Regions from separate parts of the Mus musculus genome. Here regions 1 and 3 are each linked to region 2. The links are chromatin contacts, called in public Hi-C and promoter capture Hi-C maps. All regions are on one chromosome and are shown on one strand. The core of a region is the stretch at or near the end of the contact, and the rest is flanking DNA. Distances in the headings are between cores, read along the strand shown.

Region 1 (3,343 bases), core at 172-2,671, 1.9 Mb before region 2:
TTTTATAGGTGCTTATTTCTGGAAAAACTAAGACCACCCTACCACCCTTCTAACGGGTAGGGCAGGACCCCCTTAATCTCCTTTCCCCTCCCACCCCCAGCCCCACCTGTGTCATCTAACCAAGTCTCCTTGGTCTGTGTTAAGAGCCAGCCTGACCCCTAGCTAGGTTGCTCACGATGGGTAAGTTAGTGAGAAAAGGAAATAAATAAAAACCAAAAAAACAAACAAACAAACAAAAAAAAACAAAAAAGAAAGAAAATAAAAGAACCCAAAAAACCAATTAAACAAAATAACTTAATTAAAACAAGAAAAACACGAACCAAATAAATAAACCCAACAAAGAAATAAAAAAATAAATTATAAAAATAAAAGATTAAAGAAGAGGTAGAAAATAAAAGAATAAACTAGGAATATGACAAATGTTCCAGGTACCATCTCACACCTGGGATCTTCAGTTCAGCCAATCGCACCTCACTGTGTACTGTATCTAGTCAACCGCCGTCCAATCAGAATGAGCCCTCCCTGCTAGGCGCTGTGCAATTGGTGGGGGGTTGGGTTGGCAAAAAAGGTGGGCGCACGGCGTGGTAGTCAGCGTGGCACTGCCAGAGTCCTCCCAGGGGCGCAGGGGGGGCGGGAGGGAATCGTGTGGGGGGACGCTGCCCAGTTTCCAAGATGTCAAAACAGTTCACTGGCGATGGCCAGCCTCAGCGAGGGGCAGAGGGGGGAATGGGGGCAGAGCATCAGTCCTGGCCCTGTAGGGCATCATCTTGCAGTCCCTGATGAATGAGCAAGCGGCCTGTGAGCGGCAGGAATGCTCCTTGCCTTTCTTTCATGAGGCAGGCAGGACCCTATGTCCACCAGTGACAAGCTGCAGCAGTGCCACTAGCCAACACTTGGGATCCAGGTGACAACTCCAAAGTCCCTTCCTCCTCTGAGTGTAACTGGGGAGAGGTCCTGTCACCGAGCAGGATCATGGAGCCTCTGATGAAGGTAGCCCGGGGGTGGCAGTAGTCAATTTCCCCAGGACCTGGTACACATTCAGCAGCAAGCTCAGAGTATGTCTTCCGGTTTGTCGTTGGCACCTCCTCAGGGACTGCAGCTGAGACAGTGGTTCCGGTTGGGTGGGTGAGTGAGTCCCTGCCTCCAGGGATGGAGGAGAAGCTGAAGCGACCGACACGATGCTGCCCTTCACCATGGACAGCAGGGACCAAAGGAAAGTCCATCTGAAGAGCAAGTGGTGACACGCGGGCTGGGCTGCCATCAGCTTTAAGCCCCTGGGTACAGACCCCCAGACTTCTCTGCAGGGTTTCTAGTCAACAAAGCTTAGGCCACCGGCCCCACTCAAGTGTTTACAGCTCGGCACTGTCGTCATAAACATCTGACTCTCTTAGGTTTCTTGGTCCCTAGATGGGGATCCCAACAGTCTGTAGCAAACAAGGCAACCCACAGTCTCTGACAGGTAAGGGCATGTGGGCAGGCACCCCAGCACTGGCACAACTCTTCTTGGGGTGTCCCGAGTAGGGCGATGATTCAAGTCCACCCCTTTCCAAATGCTTCTTGTTCTCAGTACAAGTCTCTCCAGAACAGTGCTCGTCTCAGCCCCGATGTAAGCAAGAAGGGAGGCGGGGCCCATCACAGACGCCCACAGACACGCCCCTCTGGCCAAGACACCGGGAGCACACTCGGCTCTGATTGGGCGGCTCGGTAGCAGCGGGTGGGTCCAGAGGTAGAGGCGGCATCAGCGATTGGCCAGTTGGGCAGGGTTATATTTTACGGGCGGATTACCGTACATGAGGTACTTGGACAAAGTTTTACGGGGAAGAAGGACCTTGTAATAAATAATATTCTGCACATCAAATCACTTTCACCGGCCCCCACCCCCGCAACACACACCAGAGAAAGGCTACACACACAACAGCCCCTCCCACCCTGTAATAATACCACTCCCAAACCCAGCTAATTCTATTTCTTTAAGGGTCAAGAAGACCTCGCTGGCTCCAATGGGGGAAGCCTCTTGAACTGGGTATAGGAAAAAGTGGTAATATTTGTGCCAACAAAACAAAACAAAACCTAAGAGGGCCTTGTGGTTCACCCCTTGGATTTCTAAGAAGCTACACTTCCGTAATTAGACCACTGGGGGGCAGAAGAGCAACAAAAATTCCTCAGCATGGCTGACTCGGTAAGAGACCCAAAGCCCCACTAGGTGGCGACAAGTGCCATTAAGCTTTTAAAAAGGAGGGAAAGCTCAAGGAGTTAGCTTCACAGAAGCTTCAGCAGCAAGAAAGCTGCACTTGGGTTTTTTGGTTTTTCTCTCTCTCTCCTCTCTCTCTCCCTCGCCTCCCTCTCCCCCCTCTCTCTCTAAAAAAAAGGGCCATTAACAGACTTCCAAATTAGGAGCCTGGTCTATATCACTGCTTCATGTAGGGAAAGGAAATCAAAGACCTTGTCTGTTATCACAAGGGGCATCCCTTGCTAAACCAGCGAATTCTCCCTTGCCCTATCCTGATCCAAGGATAGCCTTATCCCCTTTAGGTCATCCCACTGTGTAAGAGGGATGGCTGAGATGGTCTATTCTCCCTAGGCCCACGCTCGGCCCACCCTCCCCAACAGGTGGCTTGGCTAGTTACCTCTTTCTTTTCCTCTTCTTCAGCACCACCCTCTGGGCGCTCATCATTGCTGACTTGGTCTGCAACAGGCAGAGGAGGCTCAGGCACCTCATTTTCAGGTCTGTTTTCACTGGTGTCCATGGTCACTTCCTCCTTCTCTTCACTGACAGGATGGAAGAGATTGAAGGAAAGGGTAGGAGAGAGTGAAGGGGAAGAGAGAGCAAGATGTTAGCTTTGTGGACATAAAATCCCAATGGCTCCTTACTTGGGCGGGATCAGACTAGAACTTTCCCATGGGAAAGTGGGAATGCTTTCTTTAGGGAAAAAGCACAAATTACAGTGGTCATGGCCACTCAGTACCAGATGGGGCCTTTATGTGGGGTTCCCAGCACTCAGAGTTCTTAGACACTCACTTCACAGCTCTCTTGCACGAAACCAACAGTCTCCTCTGAAAAGTCCTTCAAAAGTGACCTCAATTTGTCTAGAAGGCTATAGCCTCTCTACTCACTAGTTAAGGCATCTTTAATTTACCAAGAACCTAAAGGAAGCCCACTTCCTTTATAAAAAAACAAAAAAGCTAAAAAACCCAAGACTTTGGAAAGGGCATAGGTGTAGCCAATGACCCCGACCTTGTGTCCAATCAACTGTTAATTAGTAAGTGCCCGGTGATCCACAGGGCCTCCAGACACCAGGACCAGTAAGAGTGAGGATGGGGCTGGTAAGGGTGCCCACTTCTC
Region 2 (3,707 bases), core at 415-2,914:
GTAACTGTTAATTCCTGAATAGTAATTTCCTTGTAATCTGTTGTAAGAAAGATAATCCTAATTGTTTTTACATTAGGAACCTACCTGTAAAGGCAAGGAAGGGAGTTTTCAGTTAACCTTGGTTAAATTTCAACATCCTTAGTAAAAAAAAAAAAAAAAATGTTTAAATCAAACATGGGGTCTCACAAGCATAATGCCAGCACTGAGGAAGGAAGCTGGTCATCACAGGGGTGAGGCCGGTCTGGATACATAGCAAGTCCCAAAGACAGTGTGAGTGTAAAGTGAGAGACTGTCTTTAAAACAAAACAAAAGCAAGAAAACCCAGAGCTGGAGAGATGGCTCACAGTGGGTAAAGTGCAAACTGTACACGCCTGGCGATCAGAGCTGGTCCCGGAACCCACATAAAGGTGAAAGGAGACACTGACTCTACAAAGTTGTCCCCTGCCCTCCACACATGCAGAACATGCATGAAATCCAACACATATCATGTACACAACAATATTTGTAAAAGGTAATCTTAAAACTAAATAAATCTTAATTTAGACAGTAAACAAGCTGCAAAGAAAGTCACTCTGTAATGTGAAAATCGTCAACAATTCCCTGTTAGACTGAGCAAAGTGTAATAATGGTTTAGGGCAGCATCTTAACATCGTCTTCACACACACACACACACACACACACACACACACACACACACACCTTTTTTTAAAAAGCACTAAAACTTCCATACCTTTGCTACAAGTCCATTACTGTGGTCCTAAAACTATACGTACTGCCAGTTTTAAGTATTGAAATACTGATTCACAGTTGGGTATTGATGATACACACCTATAATACAGTGTTTGAGGTGGAAGGCTAGCTTGGGCTACATAACAAGCCCTTGTCTAAAGAACGCCAAAAATTTTCCCCTAAATTTGTTTTTTATTACTTATACGAAGGCCTAGGTAAACTACAAATAATAGACTGTCTAGGACAGTATGTTATGTAAACTCAGATATTAAAATCTGAGGTACAACACCACCTGCTTATGAAGTTGTAGTCATTACCGTAAGTTAATTGTACGTAAAGCTGCCTTTAAAAAAAAATCGACTAATTGAAAGCTTTGACATCTTTCTGTTCAAAACATAAATTATCTGCACTGGAGAAGGAGGAAGTTACGAGGAGACAATTCAGACCTTGATTGAGGAAGATACGAGGAGACAATTCAGACCCTGAAAACTTTCAGCTGACAGGTCCGCCTCCCCTGAAACACAACTCTTCTTGAAAGCAACAAAGCTTTTGGAGAAGCCGAGATAAGGCCTCCTGAAAGACTGCAAGCGGCGCCACTGCACCCGGCCCGGCGAGCGTGTCGCCCGGAACAGAAACACGCACCCCGGCCGACCCCCTTGAGGACCGATCCCCCGGGTGCTCGGAAGAACAAAGCGGGCTTAAGCCCCGGAACCACCGCCGCCCGCGGGCGCCAAGCCCTCCGCGCCATGCCAGCCCCAAAGCCCAAGCTGGCCTCTCAGGAACCGGGCGGCGGACGGGCTTCTCCGCTCCTTCCGCCCATCAGTTACCGTTCTTCGAAGAAACAGCTGTTCAGACCGCTCCGACCAGCGATAGTCACCACTTAGCTGGCCCGGCATTTACGAATGAGCCGCCACAACCATCGCTGCAGCCAGAGCCCCGCCTCCTGGACCGGCCCCGCCCAACTCTGGTCCAGTGACTCCTGGGAAATGTAGTTCCTACAGTCCGTGTGAGCTTGCGCGCAGGCGCCTCGGACACATGCAAACTACAACTCCCAGCAACACCGCCATAAACGTTGCTAGGGGATGCTCTATGCGCGCTCTTTTGCGGCGGGCACTGGTCAACAGCTGTTGTTCTGAAGTCAACCGATTGAGATCTGACCCCTGCGGTAACAGAGAGCGTACTCCATTGTGCCAGGAACACAGAGATTCAAACCGAATCTAAAAGACGACAGGTTTGGGAGAGTTTCGTCGTCTTCGCTTTTCTCTTTGAATGGGTTTGATTTAATAAAGACCTGTTTAAAACAAAAAAGTGACATTGGTAGGACGAATAAGTGAAGATAACCGTGGAAAAATTTACTCCGGAAATAATCATCTATTATGTGGCTAGTCGATGGCTGCACAAAGTGTGTGCATTCAGTGTTTAAATTATATGGAATATTGAAAGTGCAGATATTAAAATTATATATGGAATGTTGAGCGCAGATTTCACTGTTTATTTGTTTTGCCACCAGAGGGGTTCCAAAATACAGACATGACCCTTTAATCTAGGATGCTACAACACTTCAAGCTACCACAGTTTTTAGACTAGGTTTGAACAATATTGTAAACTAACATCTGTTTTTTAAATATATAATTTTACTATTTTATTTTTACTTTATGTGCAAGCATATTTTGCCTTCATGTTAGTATGTGCCCTGACGTGTGTCTGGTGCCTGTAGAGGTCATAGGGGCCATCTGATCCCATGATCCCATGGAACTAGAGCTACAGATGTTTGTGAGCTACCATGTAGGAGCTGGAAACTGAACCCAATCTTGGGAGAGAGAACAGCAAATGCCCATAACCACTAGGCCATCCCATTTTCTCTTCTCCGGTTGATCAAATGCTTGCCTAGTATGTTCTATCCTCAGCACTGTATAATCCAAAATTGGTGACCAGTCTCTCAGGTGGGGAAGGTGAATCAGAAATTCAAGGTCACCCTCCAATATAGAGTAAGTTAGAGGCCAGTATGTTAACATGAGATTCTATATAAAAAGGTCATCAAGAAGAATTGCCCTTTATACTAATTAGTTCAAATAAATCAATATTATTAAAGATAATTAAAATTTTGTACAGACACCTCAAACATGGAGACGGGAAAAGTTTTTGTTTTGCTTTGTTTTGTTAGGTTACATCATAGATGAAAAAGCCAAAGTTCAAAACTACCAAGATCACACACCTAAAATGTTGACAAGAGAATGGAGCTCAGTGGGTAGCAAAGACCTTGCCTGCTGTACCAGAGGCTGAGTTCCATCCACTGCCCTAAGCTGATTAGTCAGTAAATTAATAACTTAAGATGCTGAATGAGGGTTCAAATGGTCTTCTTTTGGCCTGAAACCATGCCCAAAAATCATTTTCTTAAAATGTGTGTCTTTGACAATAATCACAATATTCTCTACTATTTCTGCCTACATTTTATTTGGTATAGTATGTTATGCCACATTGCTTGTTGTCTGAATAAACAAATTTTATCACACTCATCCTTTCTCTCTCTCTCTCTCTCTCTCTCTCTCTCTCTCTCTCCCTTTCTCTCTCTCTCTCTCCTAGTTTTCTTGCCTTCACTTCCCAAAGTATGTGCCACAAAGCATGTCTCCACATTCAAGTTTAAAGTAGCTATTAAGATTTTAATAAAGGGCTGGAGAGATGGCTCAGCGGTTAAGAGCACTGACTGCCCTTCTGAAGGTCCTGAGTTCAAATACCAGCAACAACCATCTGTAATGAGATCTGATGCCCTCTTCTGGGGTGTCTGAAGACAGCTACAGTGTACTTACATATAATAATAAATAAATCTTTAAAAAAGATTTAATATGGAAGTTATCACCTGGAACCTACATACCTATATTTTAAAAGTAGAGTATAATGATCCAATCACTTGGGCAGAGGAAGAGCCTTGAACTAGCTACTTAGAGCTGAAGAGCAGCCTGGACTATATAGAAAGGCCC
Region 3 (3,822 bases), core at 265-2,764, 1.0 Mb after region 2:
TTAGATTGATCTAATACTCCGCTGGAAAAAAACAAAAAAACAAACAACCCCCACCCACCCAAAAAAAAAAACCAAAAACCACTGTACTGAAAAAGCTGCAAAGACCAGGAAGTGGGCTGATGTAGAGAATGCCATTGCACCTGAGAAGCTACGGCCTCACACACAGTAAGATGGAAGGCAAGAACTATGCAGACAGCCTCAGGAGGAGGACGGCGATCAAGCTTCCTCTTGATTGTATCAAAAAACTAGAGCTGGTGAGATAGCTCAGTGGTGAAGAGCACTGACTGCTCTTCCGAAGGTCCTGAGTTCAAATCCCAGCAACCACATGGTGGCTCACAATCACCTGTAATGAGATCTGACGCCCGCCCTCTTCTGGCTCTGTCTGAAGACAGCTCCAGTGTACTTAGATATAATAATAAATAAATCCTTGAAAAAAAAAAAGCCAAACAAAAAACTGCCGTAGGAGTTGGAGAGATGGCTCAGGAGTTAAGAGCACTGTCTGCAACTCAGTTCAATTCCCAGCACCCTCATGGTGGCTCACAACCATCTGTAATGGGGATCCGATGACCTCATCTGGTGTGTCTGAAGACGGCTGCAGTGTAGTCACATATATACAATAAATAAATCTTTTTTAAAAAGTAACTGTAATGCTCATGAAAGTACAGTCAACAAAAACACATGGCACAGTCTGTTTCTGTTTCTGTCTCTGCCTGTACTGTGCAGTATGGCAGTGGCTCAGATGAGCATGATCCAAGTATGTTACATACACACGTGAAAATTACTCTTTATAGTTAATATACACTGTGCTTTTTTAAAAAAGGAAAAACAAAACACAGATGAAAACCAAAGCACAATGTTGGTTATAAACAATGGGAACAATGGTTCTATTCCTTCTATAATTTCCTCAAATACGAAGAGCTAACATTGGAATCCTGAAGTGAATAGGATCCGTTCTTCCCATAGAAACATCTGTGGCTTGTTTATATACTTAACAAGGCGTGTGCTTTGCAGACATCATTTGTCAAGTCTTAACAGTTTATCTTGCCAAAACAAACAGACTGGTAACATATCTAAAAGGACTTAGGAGTAGCACCCTCTGATCTAGTCTCAAAAAGAAAAACAGGATATTTTAAAGACCTACTATCGTTTTTTCTAAGTACATATTTAAAACACGAATCAAAATGTAAAAGTCTTTTTAAAAAATTTAAAACCTTGTACTCGTATTATTAAAGGAATTCTCCATAATGCCTCCGTTTAACCCTGCTATTAGGATGATCTCAAGTAGAATACACAAGACCTTATACACTGGATGGTGATTTAAAATAAAGACTGAGCTTCTTAGAAAAAACAAAGTTTTGGTTCCCTCTGTACACTAATAAAGTAACTCATCAGGCAAAGTGTGAGAAATCTGGTTGATGACAATTGGCAACTGGATCTTCCAGTCTAATCCCAGAGACGTGAAACCCAAGCTAGTGCTTTTTCATAACACCTTGGCTCTGTTCCATGGCCACTCTGGCCCAGATCCAGAGCCTGCTGGCAGCATGTGGACAGATGACTAAGGGGACCAATCTAGACTCTATGTGCTCATGCTCTGAGCACTGTCAGGCCTAGTGCCAGAAGGGCTTTGGAGAGGGGCTTAGAGCTTATGGGACCTACTTGACCCCACTTTACTCCATTTGAATATGAAGAGGGGAGTAGAAATCAAAACATGATTATCAGCACTGCTCCCTCTGCCTATAACTAGCCTGGAGATGGAGAGAAGTGAGGATGCAGAGCTTCAGACACAGAAAAAAGGGACATTTATGCTTTAATAATTTTGAGTATATACTCCCCAAAATAGTGAAATGACAGGATTCTGTTCTGATCTGGTCCCTTTCTGACAATGAAAATAATTTCAGTGACCAAAGCCCAACATCATTCTATAATTCCAAATACAGGACATTCTGGGAAGGGAAGATTATAGAGACCATAAGAGTAGTATGTCTCAATATGTGGTGCACACATTCAAATTCCATCATTTGGGAGGCAGGGACAGAGAGAGAGAGGAGAGAAAGGAGGAGAGGAGGGAAGAAAGGAGAGGGGAGGGGAGGAGGGAGGAGGGAGGGAGAGAGGGAGGGGAGGGGGAGAGAGAGAGAGAGAGGAGGAGGAGGAAGAGGAGGAGGAGGAGAGGCAGGGAGAATGATGTTATCACCCAGTAGTTGCCATAGCCTGGTGTAGAAGAATGAACAGACGAAGCACACAGAATTTTTACAGAAGGCAAATACTCTATAGGGTAAGATATATGCCATTATGCATTTGTCCAAATCCAAAAAACTTATACCACCAGGAGGCTGGACATGGTGGCAAATGCCTTAAACCTAGCACTTGGGAGGTAAAGACAGAAACAGGTAGATCTCTGTGAGCTCTAGCCTGGTGAACATAGCAAGTTCCAGAACAGTTAAGACTATATAGAGAGACACTGTCTAATAATAACAACAGTAATAATAATAACACAAATTTAGAGCACCAGAAATGAGCCCCGCGGAACCCATGGACTCTGAGTGACAACCATGAATCAATGCAGGTACAGCAATAACACAGATACCACTCTAATATAGGCTTAATGGAGCAGATGATGATAAGGAGGGAAAAGTGTATGAGATCATCCTGTGTTTTCACTCTGAACCTAGAGGTGCATTATTAAATATAGTGTTTACATTGCTACCCATCTATATAAACATAATATCAGATATTTTGAAAGTAGACTAATAAAGACTAACTTGCTTGTTGTTACAAACTTGCTTGTTATCTGCAAACAACTCCACATCTATCCCTAATAGTAATGATACCATGCACAACCCATCCCTCTGTACTTTCCCCCACAGTGAGCAAATAACCACTGCCAATTCCAAAGTCGTCCATGAAATCAGAAAGCACTTCCTTCTTTTTTAAGAGAAGATCTCTTTATGCAGCCCTGTAAGCTTGTTATGTAGATCAGGCTGACCTTAATTTCATACAGGTCTTCTAGCCCTGACTCCTAGGGACTAGTATCTGCCTGCCTAGAAAACATTTTCTATGGAATACCAAACGTCTTTGATTTGCCCTGCCCACTTTATTTTCATAGTAACAGTGCCTCAACTGAGAGCCTCAGGTATGATGGGTAAGCTCACTCTGAGCTACTCTTAGCCTGTCTTGTCTGTGTTCTGTTGCTGTGAAGAGATTACCACCAATAGGCAACTCTTACAAAGAAAGCGTTTAATTGGGGCTTCAGAAGCTTAGTGCATTGTTATGGCAGGGAACATGGCAGCACACAGGCAGACATGGTGCTAGAGAGGTAGCTGAGAGTTCTACATCTCAATCCACTGGCAGTGGGAAGAGAGGGCCAAGCCTGGCTTGGACGTTTTAATGCCTTTTCAAAGCCCACCCTCAGTGATACACTTTCTCCAACAGGACCACACCTCTTAATTCTTCCCAAGCAGCAGCACTCCCTGAGGACGAAGCATTTAAACATGAGCCTATGGCGGCCGTTCTTAATCAAACCACCACACAGCCCCCAGACTATTTTCCTAGGTAAGTATGGTTTATATACATAAAAATATGCAATGAAATTGATGTGAACAATTAATTTCACAGAGAATTTTATTTTTCAGGATAGCTTCTAAGGAGTTCTTTAGCCTTACTGCACTCTAGAATTTCCTGCTTCCAGCCTATAAGAACTTTGAGAATAGAAACAAAGTCAACTAGCACAGACGACAGAGAGAAAGAAAGTGCCATGTATAGCAGCTGGGATATTCACTCGCAGCATCTACTTGCAAGCATGATGAAAAGACTGTTTGGCAGAAC

The links. Hi-C and Micro-C count contacts between places; a contact is called where the count stands out from the background. Capture Hi-C pulls out chosen DNA fragments and counts their contacts.
Region 1: a promoter capture Hi-C map of liver shows a contact between it and region 2, with 2.5 times the contacts expected there. The contact joins the promoter of 4930579G18Rik here to the promoter of Cenpj in region 2. A contact is called at or near these places in 4 of 39 promoter capture datasets (the C10 cell line, liver and pre-B cells) and 2 of 9 other capture datasets (adipose tissue and liver).
Region 3: a contact with region 2 is called in a Hi-C map of muscle stem cells, with 4 times the contacts expected there. The contact joins the enhancer-like site here to the promoter of Cenpj in region 2. A contact is called at or near these places in 4 of 39 promoter capture datasets (the 3T3-L1 cell line, the C10 cell line, cranial neural crest and 1 more) and 1 of 484 Hi-C or Micro-C datasets (muscle stem cells).

What each region holds. Positions count from the first base shown.
Region 1 is chr14:54,649,090-54,652,432 of GRCm38.p6, forward strand. 4930579G18Rik (RIKEN cDNA 4930579G18 gene) reads left to right here and starts at 1,422. Exons shown (of 6, transcript NR_038053.1): 1 at 1,422-1,459; 2 at 1,976-2,179; 3 at 2,651-2,725. It overlaps Acin1 (apoptotic chromatin condensation inducer 1), which reads right to left. Exons shown (of 19, transcript NM_023190.3): 9 at 2,628-2,769.
Region 2 is chr14:56,570,182-56,573,888 of GRCm38.p6, forward strand. It overlaps Cenpj (centromere protein J), which reads right to left and starts at 1,665. Exons shown (of 17, transcript NM_001014996.2): 1 at 1,557-1,665.
Region 3 is chr14:57,606,152-57,609,973 of GRCm38.p6, forward strand. All of the region lies in intron 9 of Xpo4 (exportin 4), which reads right to left. Among named protein-coding and RNA genes, the nearest start is that of 1700039M10Rik, 36 kb to the left of the region's middle. Within about 2 kb of position 1,515, at least 111 of the 459 cell types and tissues checked have an H3K27ac peak or open chromatin away from gene starts, as enhancers often do. A contact at or near this core is called in muscle stem cells, where this site is marked.